3 separate regions of the Zea mays genome follow, and all the other regions are linked to region 1. The links are chromatin contacts, called in public Hi-C maps. All regions are on one chromosome and are shown on one strand. The core of a region is the stretch at or near the end of the contact, and the rest is flanking DNA. Distances in the headings are between cores, read along the strand shown. Region 1 holds the start of LOC100272255 (ribosomal protein13). Region 2 holds the start of LOC103653125 (cation/H(+) antiporter 15). Region 3 holds the start of LOC100191663.

Region 1 (3,743 bases), core at 641-3,140:
AGCGCCGTACGCTGAGCTCCTCGCTTAGGCCACCAGAGTGCTTGCAGTGGTTGACTCGCTGCAGTAGAGCAAGAGTTGTCAGCTACATTACAAGTAAAAGCATCAAAATAGCAAGCCACTTGACAGAAACGCAGGCGCACACAACATAACACAAGAAGTCAAGAACTATGCAGGGATTAACCCATGCAGTGTATTAATACAACTTAATGCTGATGGCAGCTCATTTGGTCACACGGGCCAGATTTTCATAACATTGCTATTGCGTGCCAAAGGCAACAAACACACTGCACACTAGTAATACCCTGCATGGCAAGCCTCCATATTCCAGCTGTGCATCGGATATGGAGTATGCAGGCGAAACTAAGTGATTGAAGCCTCTACTTTTAGTCCAAAATGGAATATGGGCATACCGAAACATCATCAACATAGCAAGTCCACAAACTCATGGAGCTGGGGATACATCTTATGCACTCTATGAAATTGCACCAAGATGGACATACTACAGCTAGCTATATGGAACAATACCGTGCAAAATATAGCTCACAGATGCATTTCATATAAGAGTGTTCTTTATCAAACACTACCTAATTCTAGCAGCTTCACAATTACTTCCAGCACCAAAAGACCATGGCTCAAATCATCTATAATTTTAACCAGCCTTATAATATCAAGCTTCACACACGGAATTGTAGTGATTACATGATTAGGTAGCAAACAATCAGTAGCATCTGAATACAATCAACAATACACTGACATTAAAAAATTACTACAATACTACACATCTCCTCTGTAGAGATCACCAGACACAGCAGATCAACAATTAACAAGTTAACCAAGCTAATGCCACTTACTTCAGTAGTCATGCTAGTACAAACAAGAACAAACTACAATGCATGGGTTTGAGTGACTTACTACTTCCACGTGGGTGGAAGCTTCTTTGTGCGCTTGTAGTAGCGGGCAAGGCGGTGGATCCTGCTCTCGACAAGAATGAGCCTGAATTTAGAGTCTTTGTCCTTCCTGTTCCTCTCAAGGTGCTTCCTTATCGCCACCGCCTTCTTGATGAGGAAGTACAGGTCCTCCGGGATTTCGGGTGCCAGCCCTACACGAGCACATGAAACATGAATACAGTACAAATCACAAAATGCCAACAAGCCGAGGTGGAGCTTCATTAGGGCCATGGCCCCTCCTAGTTTTGCAATTCTATAAAGGATGCTTCAGTATCTTGGTATATTTTCCTGATGAAGCTTTAGATTTGCTAGCCTCACACTCCATGTACATCAGGCTCCGCCACTGGCAACATGTGAATCGAGCGATAGGGATGTAAATGTAATTCTCACCATGGGCCTTGAGGATGCGGAGGATTTTGCTGCCGGTGACACTCTTGACAAGGGGGATACCGTGCTGGTCACGGAGCAGGACGCCGATCTGCGACGGCATCTGTCCCTTCTTCGCTGCCTTTGTGATCATCTCCTCCACCTACCAGGCGACAACACACGTCAACGAACCAAATCCGCATTCCCAACAATAACGAACCAGACGACGGCCGAATGGAATGGAGTCGAAGGAGAGGAGAAGGCTCTCACGTCGGAGGCGGCGGTCTTCAGCCAGGTAGGAGGCGTCCTCTTGTACGGCAGCGCCGACGACGAGATACCCTTCCTGCGTCACGGAGCCACGCAGCCGCCATCAGCACACAGATTCACCACACTAGAAGCAATACCACCAGTGCTACGAGGAAGAGGACAGGAGGGTTACCCGCGGCTGTGCATACGCCCCATGGCGGCGTTAGAGTGTACTATTCGGACGACGGCGAGCTGGCGCTTGCAGCAGCGGCGGCGGCGCGAATAGGAAAGAGACGCGAGTGCGATAGGAGGGAGACGGATTAGGGTTTTCGATACTATTCAACTTATCTGAGAGATTTTCATCTCGACCCTTATGAATACTATTATTGACAGATATCATGGCAAAAACCGCTTCTACCCTTCTAGGCCGTGACCGTGAGATAGCAATTTTACTTATAGATCCGAAACCCGACCGGTGCACGGGTGAAGATTTTGACCCGTGGTTGCACCGCATCGACCTAAAGTTTTACGGGGTTAACCCATGATGACTCACATACACCCAAAATTTAATTTATTCTTTATTTTATAAAAAAATAATATACAATAGCAGTTATTTGAATAAGTAAATTGGCTAATAATTAATGAAATGTTTTATTCATGCTCAACATGAGAAGACTTAAAATTTGTAGATTTAACTCACTTATTGTTGTTACTTAATTACTTATAGCTAATTTATTGTTTCTAAGTAAAAAACAAATGGGTGACCTCAAAACCACCCGAAACACGATGAGTTCATATGCGGGTTTGGAATTGCACCCGCATGTGCGATAGCAGGCGGTTTCATGTAGACTTCTCAGGTATGATTGCAAACAGGTTTTTGGTCCACCCGACCCAAACCCCACTCGTTATCACCCAGTCGGGAAAATGATCATCGTGGGCCCCGGGGCCCACTAGTCAGTAGAAGTGCGTGGGAAAGGTCCACCCTGAAAAGGACCCGCCTCGTATAAAACCCATGGCACCGAGCCAAGGATCGGGCGAGGCAGAGACACAAAGGGGGTCGGCGGATCTAGAGGAAGCCACTCGGGTGGATTCCATGCCGGACCAGGACTAACCCGATGTGCTGCATTAGCTGCGCCTAGCGCCGAGCCACAGAGGGTGAGTCGGACCACTTCCCACTCATAACCTATGGGCTCCTAGGCCTGTGGCCCATTCATGACCTATTGACCTAGGTCTAAGTGTCATGGCCGCCTACAGGCCCCGCAACATGATGAGTCGCGCCGAGACCTAGGCTACGACGGGCAGGGGTCGGTGCGGCACAGAGATGGTGAAAGGGTGGGCCATTTCCAATTATTTTGGTGATTAAATGCTCAACACATTACTCAGAACTAAAACTCCTCTTATGAGCATGAGCACAAGTGTTTATAAAGCAAATTGAAACAATCAAGTCCAAAAGATTAAGGAAAATAAGAAAGCACTTTTGGGCTTGAAATTGGACATATTGCAAACCTCTATGAATAAAAAAGATAAAGGTATGTTTCTAGCACTTAGTCATTTGTTTTAGGTGCTAACAATGTTCATCTAAGTATTAGGGAACTTCTCAAGTCGAGCCAACATATAGTAAAGAATTTTGGCTAAGTATGGCCAGTCTCGGCCTCACAGGACAGTCACCCGAGACGCGCTCGGGCGAATCATGACTGCGCTCGGACGAGTCGGAGATGCGCTCGGGCGAGTCGTGACTGCGCTCGAACAAGTCGGAGATGCGCTCGAGCGAACCGTGACTACATCTCCCGCCAAGGTCGATCTCGGGCGAATCGGAACCGTGTCTCCCGCCGAGGTTGGCTTCGGTCGAATCGGAATTGCGTCTCTCGCCGAGATTGGTCTCGGGCGAATCAAAACTATGTCTCCTGTCATGGTTGGTTTCGGGGCGAATCGAAACTGCGTATCCCGCCCGAAGTTGACCTCGGGCGAATCGTGACTGCCTCGGGCAAGTCGTGACTACCTCGGGGTGAGTCGTGAATGCCTCTAGAGAGTTGTGGCCTCGGGTGAGGTGTGGTCTCGGGCGAGCTATGGCCTCGGGCGAGTCGGTGTGCCAGACGATCGAAGGCGTACAACGATCGGCTCGGCGGATGAAGGAAACAGATCATTGATTGTTCAATCCTATGCACATAGACAAAGAAGCCAGAT
Region 2 (4,096 bases), core at 1,594-4,093, 350 kb after region 1:
TGTTTTCCTCCATGCGCCTAGGGGTCTCTTTTATAGCCCCAAGGCAGCTAGGAGCCGTTGAGCACAAATCTGGAAAGCCATTCTTGCCTTCTGTCGTCGGGGGCACCGGACAGTCCGGTGCACACCGGACACTGTCCGGTGCCCGATTTCCTTCCTTAAATAGCAAAGCCGACCGTTGGCGGCCTAAGAGCCGTTGGCGCACCGGACATGTCCGGTGCACACCGGACAGTCCGGTGCCATCTTCTAGCCGTTGGCTCGGCCACGTGTCCCGCGCAGATTGCGCGGCCAACCGTTGGCCCGGCCGACCGTTGGCTCACCGGACAGTCCGGTGCACACCGGACAGTCCGGTGAATTTTAGCCGTACGTCGCCGGTGAATTCCCGAGAGCGGCCAGTTCGCTCGAGCCAGCCTGGCGCACCGGACACTGTCCGGTGCACCACCGGACAGTCCGGTGCTCCCAGACTCAGCAGATTCTTGGCTGCTCGAGCCAAGACATTTTCAATTGGATTTTTCCTGTTTCCAGCACTTAGACACAATACATTAGTCCATAAAACAATGTACTAAGTCTGAGAAACATACCTTTATCCTTGATTTGTACTTTGTCCACCTTTTTACACTTAGGCACTTGTGTTGGACACTAAATCACCAAAACACTTAGGAATGGCCCAAGGGCACATTTCCCTTTCACTTACACCTTTTCCTAATTGATTTTGGTGGTTGAATTGCCCAACACAAATAATTGAACTAACTAGTTTGCTCTAGATTATAAGTTTTACAGGTGCCAAAGGTTCACAACAAACCAATAAAAAGACCAAGAAAGGGTTCAAACAAAGAGAGCAAAAGACAACCGAAGTGTGCCCTGGTCTGGCGCACCGGACTGTCCGGTGCACCACCGGACAGTGTCCGGTGCACCAGGGAATTCCAGTCTGAACTCGCCACCTTCGGGAATTCTGGGAGCCGCTCCGCTATAATTCACCGGACAGTCTGGTGTAGCACCGGACTGTCTGGTGCACCAGCGGAGTAACGGCTACACAACGTCAACGGTCGTCTACAACAGCAGTTAATGTGCTACAGTGCGCGCAGAAGTCAGAGCAGAGCCAGAAGGCGCACGGACAGTGAACCGTGACTGTCCGGTGCACCACCGAACTGTTCGGTGGCCCAGATGTCAGAAGCTCCAACGGTCAGAATCCAACGGACGGGTGACGTGGCTGGCGCACCGGACTGTCCGGTGCGCCATGCGACAGCAGCCTCAACCAACGGCTCCTTTGGTGGTTGGGGCTATAAATACCCCCAACCACCCACCATTCATTGCATCCAAGTTTTCAGCCTTCACACCTCATACAAGAGCTATAGCATTCAATACAAGACACAAACAAGAGATCAAATCCTCTCCCAAGTCCAAAGAAAATTCCAATCAAATAGTGACTAGTGAGAGAGAGATACTTGTGTTCATTTGAGCTCTTGCGCTTGGATTGCTTTTTTCTTCATTCTTTCTTGATTCCAACTCAATTGTAACCGAGGCAAGAGACACCAGTTGTGTGGTGGTCCTTGTGGGGACATAGTGTCCCGTTTGATTGAGAAGAGAAGCTCACTCGGTCTAAGTGACCGTTTGAGAGAGGGAAAGGGTTGAAAGAGACCCGGTCTTTGTGACCACCTCAACGAGGAGTAGGTTTGCAAGAACCGAACCTCGGTAAAACAAATCACCGTGTCTCACTCTTCATTTGCTCGTGATTTATTTTCGCCCTCTCTTTCGGACTCGTTTATATTTCTAACGCTAACCTCGGCTTGTAATTGTGCTTAAAGTTTGTAAATTTCAGATTCGCCCTATTCACCCCCATCTAGGCGACTTTCAGTAACCAGTTCAATGCACACCATACCTCGATCCAGTGCACCAAGCCACTGTAGCCCAAAACAACCTCTCTGCGTACTGAGTTCGGTGCCTACTCATCAACCAAACTTAGTCTAGTTTTGGGCACAACTTCTTTGTCTTCACTTGACTCATCTCTTGGGCACTTGCATGACTTAGACATATGTTTCTTAAGTTATTCCAAACATTCTAAGTCATCTCATAGGCTTCGACTTATCCTCTAAGTTGCTTGACCTTCACATTTGCTTAGTCTCTCGAAGCTCTTTCCTTACGTGTCTTCACCCTATCAAATTGCCTCCAAGTCACATCATACTGAAAACCAACTTAATCAGTGCCCATCCATCTCTTACCATTTTCACTTCATGATAGATCATTCATCCTTGTATGACTTCTCTTGAGCTTGACTATTTCTTCAACTAAATGCAAGTACTTGCTTCTTCTATCTTAAGCAATCCTTGTATATGAGATATCCCATATCAAATCTTGTCTCTTAATTATTTTCAATCATGATTGCTTCATTTATAGTGAAACACTTAGCAAACTCATCAATCCTATTTCAGGCATGTTTGATTTCCTACATAAAGCGCAAGAATTTGCTTAACCTTAGTCGCTTGAATTAAATAACTAAGTATAAATATAAAAGTTGTGTACGTTGTTGCGCTTAAGTAGCAAACCAAACAGCCCCCTAAATACATTATCATTTAAATCATCAAAACCTATTGAAAGACTAGACACTTGCGTGCTAATCCAAACGCGCGGGTGAAGGATCCAAACGCGCGGGGCAGGCGGGGTTGCATGTGAATCCAAACGCGGGACAGTCTTTCTTGCAACGCGTGGGTGAAGAAGGAGCGACGCACGACTGCTGCTTTATTTTTAGTAAAGATTTGCATGCATTCCCGGTGCGCCCCTACCCATCGTTCCCTGCACGGCTGCACTCATCGTCCTCCCGAGCGAGCCCCGAGCCCCGGCCCCGCCGCCCATGTCGCGTGAGGCGCCGCCCGGTCCGCAACTGCTTGCGGAGGTCACCGTCAACAAGAGCATCTTCTGCTTCCCGCTCAACGACTCAGTCGCCACCTCCTCTGGCGTCTTCGCCGGCGACGACCCGCTCAAGTTCTACTTCCCGCTCCTCCTCTACCATGTCTGCGCCGTCTTCGCGCTCTCCCGCGCCGTGCACGCCCTGCTCGGCCGCGCCAACGTGCCCCTCGTCATCTCCCAGATCGTGGCCGGCGCGCTGCTCGGCCCGTCGCTCCTGGGCCGGGTGCTCCCGAACGCCAGCGCGCCCTTCGCGACGCCGGAGGGGTGGCTGCAGCTCAACACGGTCGGCGCGTACGCCTTCACACTGCAGATCTTTGTTATCGGCGTGAAGACGGACCTGGGGATGATCGTCAAGTCCGGGAAGAAGGCCGTGGCCATCGCCTTCTTCGGCGCCATCGGGCCGCACATGGCCATGTACGCCGCCGCCGCCGCGCTCGGGGCGCGCGTGCCGGCGCCGTGGAAGGCCAACTTCATGCTCACCAACCTCAACGTGTGGTGGTCGCTCTCGGCCTTCATCGTCGTCTGCTCCACGCTGGGCGACCTCAACCTCCTCTCCTCCAAGCTGGGGCGCCTCGCTATGTCCGCGGCGCTCATCGGCGACTTCGCCAACACCATCTTTGTCGCGGGCATCACGTCCTACCTCCTCGCGTCCAGCCCCTTGGAGAGGGTCCAGCGGATCGGCTTCCTGTCGCTCGTCATCTTCGCCATCTTCATAGGCTTCCTGACCTACGTGGCGCGCCCGGCCATCCTGCGCCTCATGCGCGACGTCCCCGAGGGAGGCCTCCTCTCCGAGGCGCGCCTCGTCGCCGTGCTGCTCATCACCATCGTCTGCAGCTTCGCCAGCGAGGTCCTGGGCCTGCACGCCACCTACGGGCCCTTCATGCTGGGTCTCATGCTCCCCGGCGGCGCCCCGCTCGGGGTCACCCTCGAGGAGCGCCTCGACCGCCTCGTCGCCGGGGTGCTCATGCCGCTGCTCTTCGCGCAGGGCGGCCTCAGGCTGGACGTCTTCAAGATCACCGACGCCTCCACGTGCCTCCTCCTCGAGATCTTCCTCCTCGTCGGCGTCGCCGCCAAGCAGGCGGCCTGCATGCTGCCCTGCATCTACTGCGGGATGTCGCCCCGGGAGGCCTTCATCGTCGGCCTCATGATGAACTTCAAGGGCATCACCGAGGTCGCCTACGCCTCGGCGTTCGTG
Region 3 (3,892 bases), core at 942-3,441, 450 kb before region 1:
CTATATTTTGCGTCGAGGGAGCTGAAAAATTGAGCTTCACATGGCTCCTCCACGCTGCGGCAGATGCATCACGCGGTCATGCTGCAGTTTACCTCAACAACACGAAGGGGTCAAAGGGGCCTCTCCGACACAGCCCAGGCCCTCGCCGCGGGGGGCGCGCACTAGAACTCTATCTAATCTAGATATAAGACCGTCTGCAAAACACTATTTTACAATATTTTGTATTGTAGATTTGTATTGTTCGTATATTAAAGTTTAAATATGGATATCTGTTCGTTTATTGAAGTTTACATATGTATATAACAATAGATAAGCTACTGGAGATAGATTTTCTAAAGGAATAGATAACCAGCTCTACAAAACTCTCTGCTAAAAAAGGTTTGAATGCATAGATACTAGGGTGGACTCTAAATGTTGTGAACGTATCTAGTGTTTAATGGGGTACAATACTCATGTGTATATTTAAACATGGGTCATTTTGTTTCTAACGACAACACCAATTTTATAAATATCACCTTCACCTCTCTCGCAGGCCAGGAGTGATTCTTTGTAAAATTAGCTCCTACCATTAGATGCAAAATAGATGTCCTAGATTTAAAATATACACGTTAGCATCGTACCTCTTGAGCTTGACCAAGAGACTGACTCGGGAACAAAACTCTGCTCTGATAAGCGAGCAAACATTTCCATGATTGTGGTTTCGGGTAATAGCAACTATAAAAATTAAGGCAAGAGCTGATGGGAAGTCAACGTTATTGACTTAGGGCTTGTTTGGGATAGCTCTTTTATGAGAATTTGGGTTCCTGGATAATTTAGCTATTATGAGAATCTGGATATCGCCGGGACTTACGCGCGATGAAGATGAGGAGGAAGAGGTCTCCATGGTTTAGGTTTAGGAAGCTGTGGATTTCCATCATTGCGACGACTCGTTAGATTCTGGATTCACATTGATTTAAGCAGTTTTTAGGGCTAGTTTGGGAACTACGTTTTCCCAAAGAAAAACTAATTTTTCTTGAAAAAATGAAAATCCCGTGAGAAATGAGGTTTCCAAACTAGCCCTTAAGGTTTTAAAAAACGGATGAAAAAACTAACTTTTCACTGCCACAAGTTGACTCTGACGGCCAGATACGGCAAGATGCCAAAAGATTTTGATTACCAAATTGTTTATGCTGTTTTGATTGGAAAAATATTTTTTATTAAAATCTAAATCAAGCGGTGCTGTGACTAATCAAACTATTAACTAAATCTTGATTAGCTTATTGTCTAACCTAGACTAAATATAAATGTATGTCTAGGATCATCGATGAAAATTGCCATTATCATCGACTCATAAATCAATCATTGACACACCAGCAATAACTTATTGTTGTCTTTAATAAAAAGACTGTAACTATTGTGTAGGCCTTGTTTGGAAGCATGTTATTAAAAAACACTTTCTATCGTGAGTTTTCAGAAACCAGTTTAAGAAAAAAAAAGTTGTGTAGGGTGTTTGAAACCGTGTTTCTAATTGTTTTTGATCCATAATTATTAGCATACTATTCCTCTATTTTAAAAAGCGATGTCAATAGATGTAAGTTCCATAAAACCAATAAGGGCATGATGTAACTAAAGAAACAAAAGCTGATTTTATCGAGGGAGTTGGTTTTTAAGAAATTGAAAATCCGGTTTCTATAAATTAGGACATAAATTGGTATATTTGAAACTACTATAGATTCTTAAAAATTGGATGCTTTAAAAGATGCTCTTAATATTATCTTATATTATAGATGTTATAGTCATTATAAAATAAATCCCAGATATGAAATTTTGAAGAAACGATCAATTAGAAACATGAATTAAATGATGTTTGATAGTTTTTCAATGTATGCTTGGTAGACTAAAAACACAAGACAGCAGAATACGTAATCACGAAAACACAATCATACATATCATATTCCTATCTCGAGGAACAAAAACAGATGACAAAAGGTTCAACAAACAATTGCTTGTCATGTTTATGTAGCGCATCAAACACAAAGTTGATGTTACTGTACGGCAGGGCATCCCTTGCATCCTTCCCTACCGTTGGATCTGAAGACGGAGCAACGAGCAGCGGTGCCGACAGGGACGCCCTACCGGCCGCTATAAAGGCTCCCCGCGAGGCTGGCGGACAGCCCTGCTGAGTCTCTCACCTGCTGGCGGAGGCGGCCCCCAAAAGCCAAATTCCCCAACCCACACCACCTCCACACTCCAGTAAGCACCCCGCCTCCCCCCTCGATCTCCCTCCTCCAATTCCTTCTGCTGCTGCGACTGAATCGAATTGCTCCACTGCTACTAATCTCTATACTACTACTGCTTGCTCCTGTTTCAATCGATCAATCATGCCGCGCGTAGGTTTTTTCCGGCGCAAAGGTAACGAGCGAACACGAGCCCCGGTTTCCCGACCCCCTCTCCCAGATCCGCAGCGCGCCCGCGCGATTCCGTCCGCCCGACGCGAGTTCCCCTGTGTATTTTTTTTGTGATGATTTTTTTGACCTCTTTGCCTGGTCTAGGGTTAGGGTTTGCTGTCGGCGATGTCGGATCGGCAGCCGTCGGAGGAGCCGGAGGAGCAGGTGGACCTGGAGGGGGACGACGACGGCATGGACGACGACGACGCCGGGTACCGTCGCCGCGGAAGCCGGGACGACTCGGAGGAGCCCGAGGAGGATGACGACAATGACGAGCGCCACGGCGACGCCGACGACGACGCCGGGATGGAGCCGGAGCCGGCCGGAAGTAAAGGCGGGGATGACACGGGCAAGGGGCCCGACGTCGCCGGTGGCGGGCCCGAGGACGAGGAGGAGAGGAGCAAGTGGGATGACATGCTCGCCCTGCCGCCCCATGGCTCTGAGGTCTTCATTGGTGGCCTGCCCCGCGACATCACGGAGGAGGACCTCCGTGAGCTGTGCGAGCCGTTGGGAGAAATATATGAGGTCAGTTTCACGCGACACACGAACCCTGCCGTTTCCTCTTACCATCAGCTTGTTACATGCATGAGGGTTGTAATGTGGGTCTCTGTGGGGGTCAATGGAATGGCAGGTGAGGTTGACCAAGGATAAGGACACAAAGGAGAACAAGGGGTTCGCCTTTGTCACCTTCATGGACAAGGAGGCTGCGCAGCGCGCCATCGAGGATGTGCAAGACAGGGAGTTCAAGGTAGCTACTAATTTTGGCGACCTTCTGAGCTGCTGATTGTTCTACCTAACACTGGGTTTCCACATTCTGTCATGTGTTCTGCGCAATGTGCTTATATCCGATGGTTTTTGGTGCTGTAGGGGAGGACTTTGCGGTGCTCTCTGTCGCAGGCAAAGCACAGGCTGTTTGTTGGGAATGTGCCCAAGGGGCTGAGCGAGGAGGAGCTTACCAACACTATCAAGGGGAAGGGTCCAGGTGTTATCAACATTGAGATGTTTAAGGTGTGCTTTGTGGTTTCGTGCTTGTTTTCGTTTGTACACCACAAGTTCCAGATTCACTAATATTGAGATGCTGTTTGCACAGGATCAGCATGACCCAAACCGTAACCGTGGCTTCCTCTTTGTTGAGTATTACAACCATGCCTGCGCAGACTATGCCAGGCAGAAACTTTCATCTCCAAACTTCAAGGTTGATGGGAGCCAGTTGACTGTTAGTTGGGCTGAACCTAAGGGTTCAACAGATGCTTCATCTGCAGCTGCTCAGGTAGACATTTGGGCTAAAAATTCAAATTCAAATTCTATTGTATTGTTATATTTCAATTTTTAGGCCTTTTGGTTTTGCAATGATAGGCTTGTGCAAGTCTGTTTCCTACCGTCCTAGATGAATTGGCAATTTGATGTAAATGAATCCCTGTTTGCCTTTTTCTTCTGTCATAATCTGTTAGGAACAGGATGTGGCC

What was found. Hi-C and Micro-C count contacts between places; a contact is called where the count stands out from the background.
Region 2: a Hi-C map of ear shows a contact between it and region 1, with 3 times the contacts expected there. The contact joins the promoter of LOC103653125 here to the promoter of LOC100272255 in region 1. A contact is called at or near these places in 2 of 25 Hi-C or Micro-C datasets (ear and tassel).
Region 3: a Hi-C map of tassel shows a contact between it and region 1, with 2.5 times the contacts expected there. The contact joins the promoter of LOC100191663 here to the promoter of LOC100272255 in region 1. A contact is called at or near these places in 2 of 25 Hi-C or Micro-C datasets (ear and tassel).

The regions. Positions count from the first base shown.
Region 1 is chr4:39,781,439-39,785,181 of Zm-B73-REFERENCE-NAM-5.0, reverse strand. LOC100272255 (ribosomal protein13) reads right to left here and starts at 1,890. Exons shown (of 5, transcript NM_001374568.1): 1 at 1,753-1,890; 2 at 1,584-1,656; 3 at 1,338-1,476; 4 at 913-1,099; 5 at 1-58. The coding sequence starts at 1,775. The coding sequence ends at 25.
Region 2 is chr4:39,436,338-39,440,433 of Zm-B73-REFERENCE-NAM-5.0, reverse strand. LOC103653125 (cation/H(+) antiporter 15) reads left to right here and starts at 2,843. Exons shown (of 1, transcript XM_008680088.3): 1 at 2,843-4,096. The coding sequence starts at 2,846.
Region 3 is chr4:40,227,313-40,231,204 of Zm-B73-REFERENCE-NAM-5.0, reverse strand. LOC100191663 reads left to right here and starts at 2,191. Exons shown (of 10, transcript NM_001137092.1): 1 at 2,191-2,232; 2 at 2,374-2,391; 3 at 2,532-2,951; 4 at 3,058-3,174; 5 at 3,294-3,434; 6 at 3,517-3,696. The coding sequence starts at 2,553.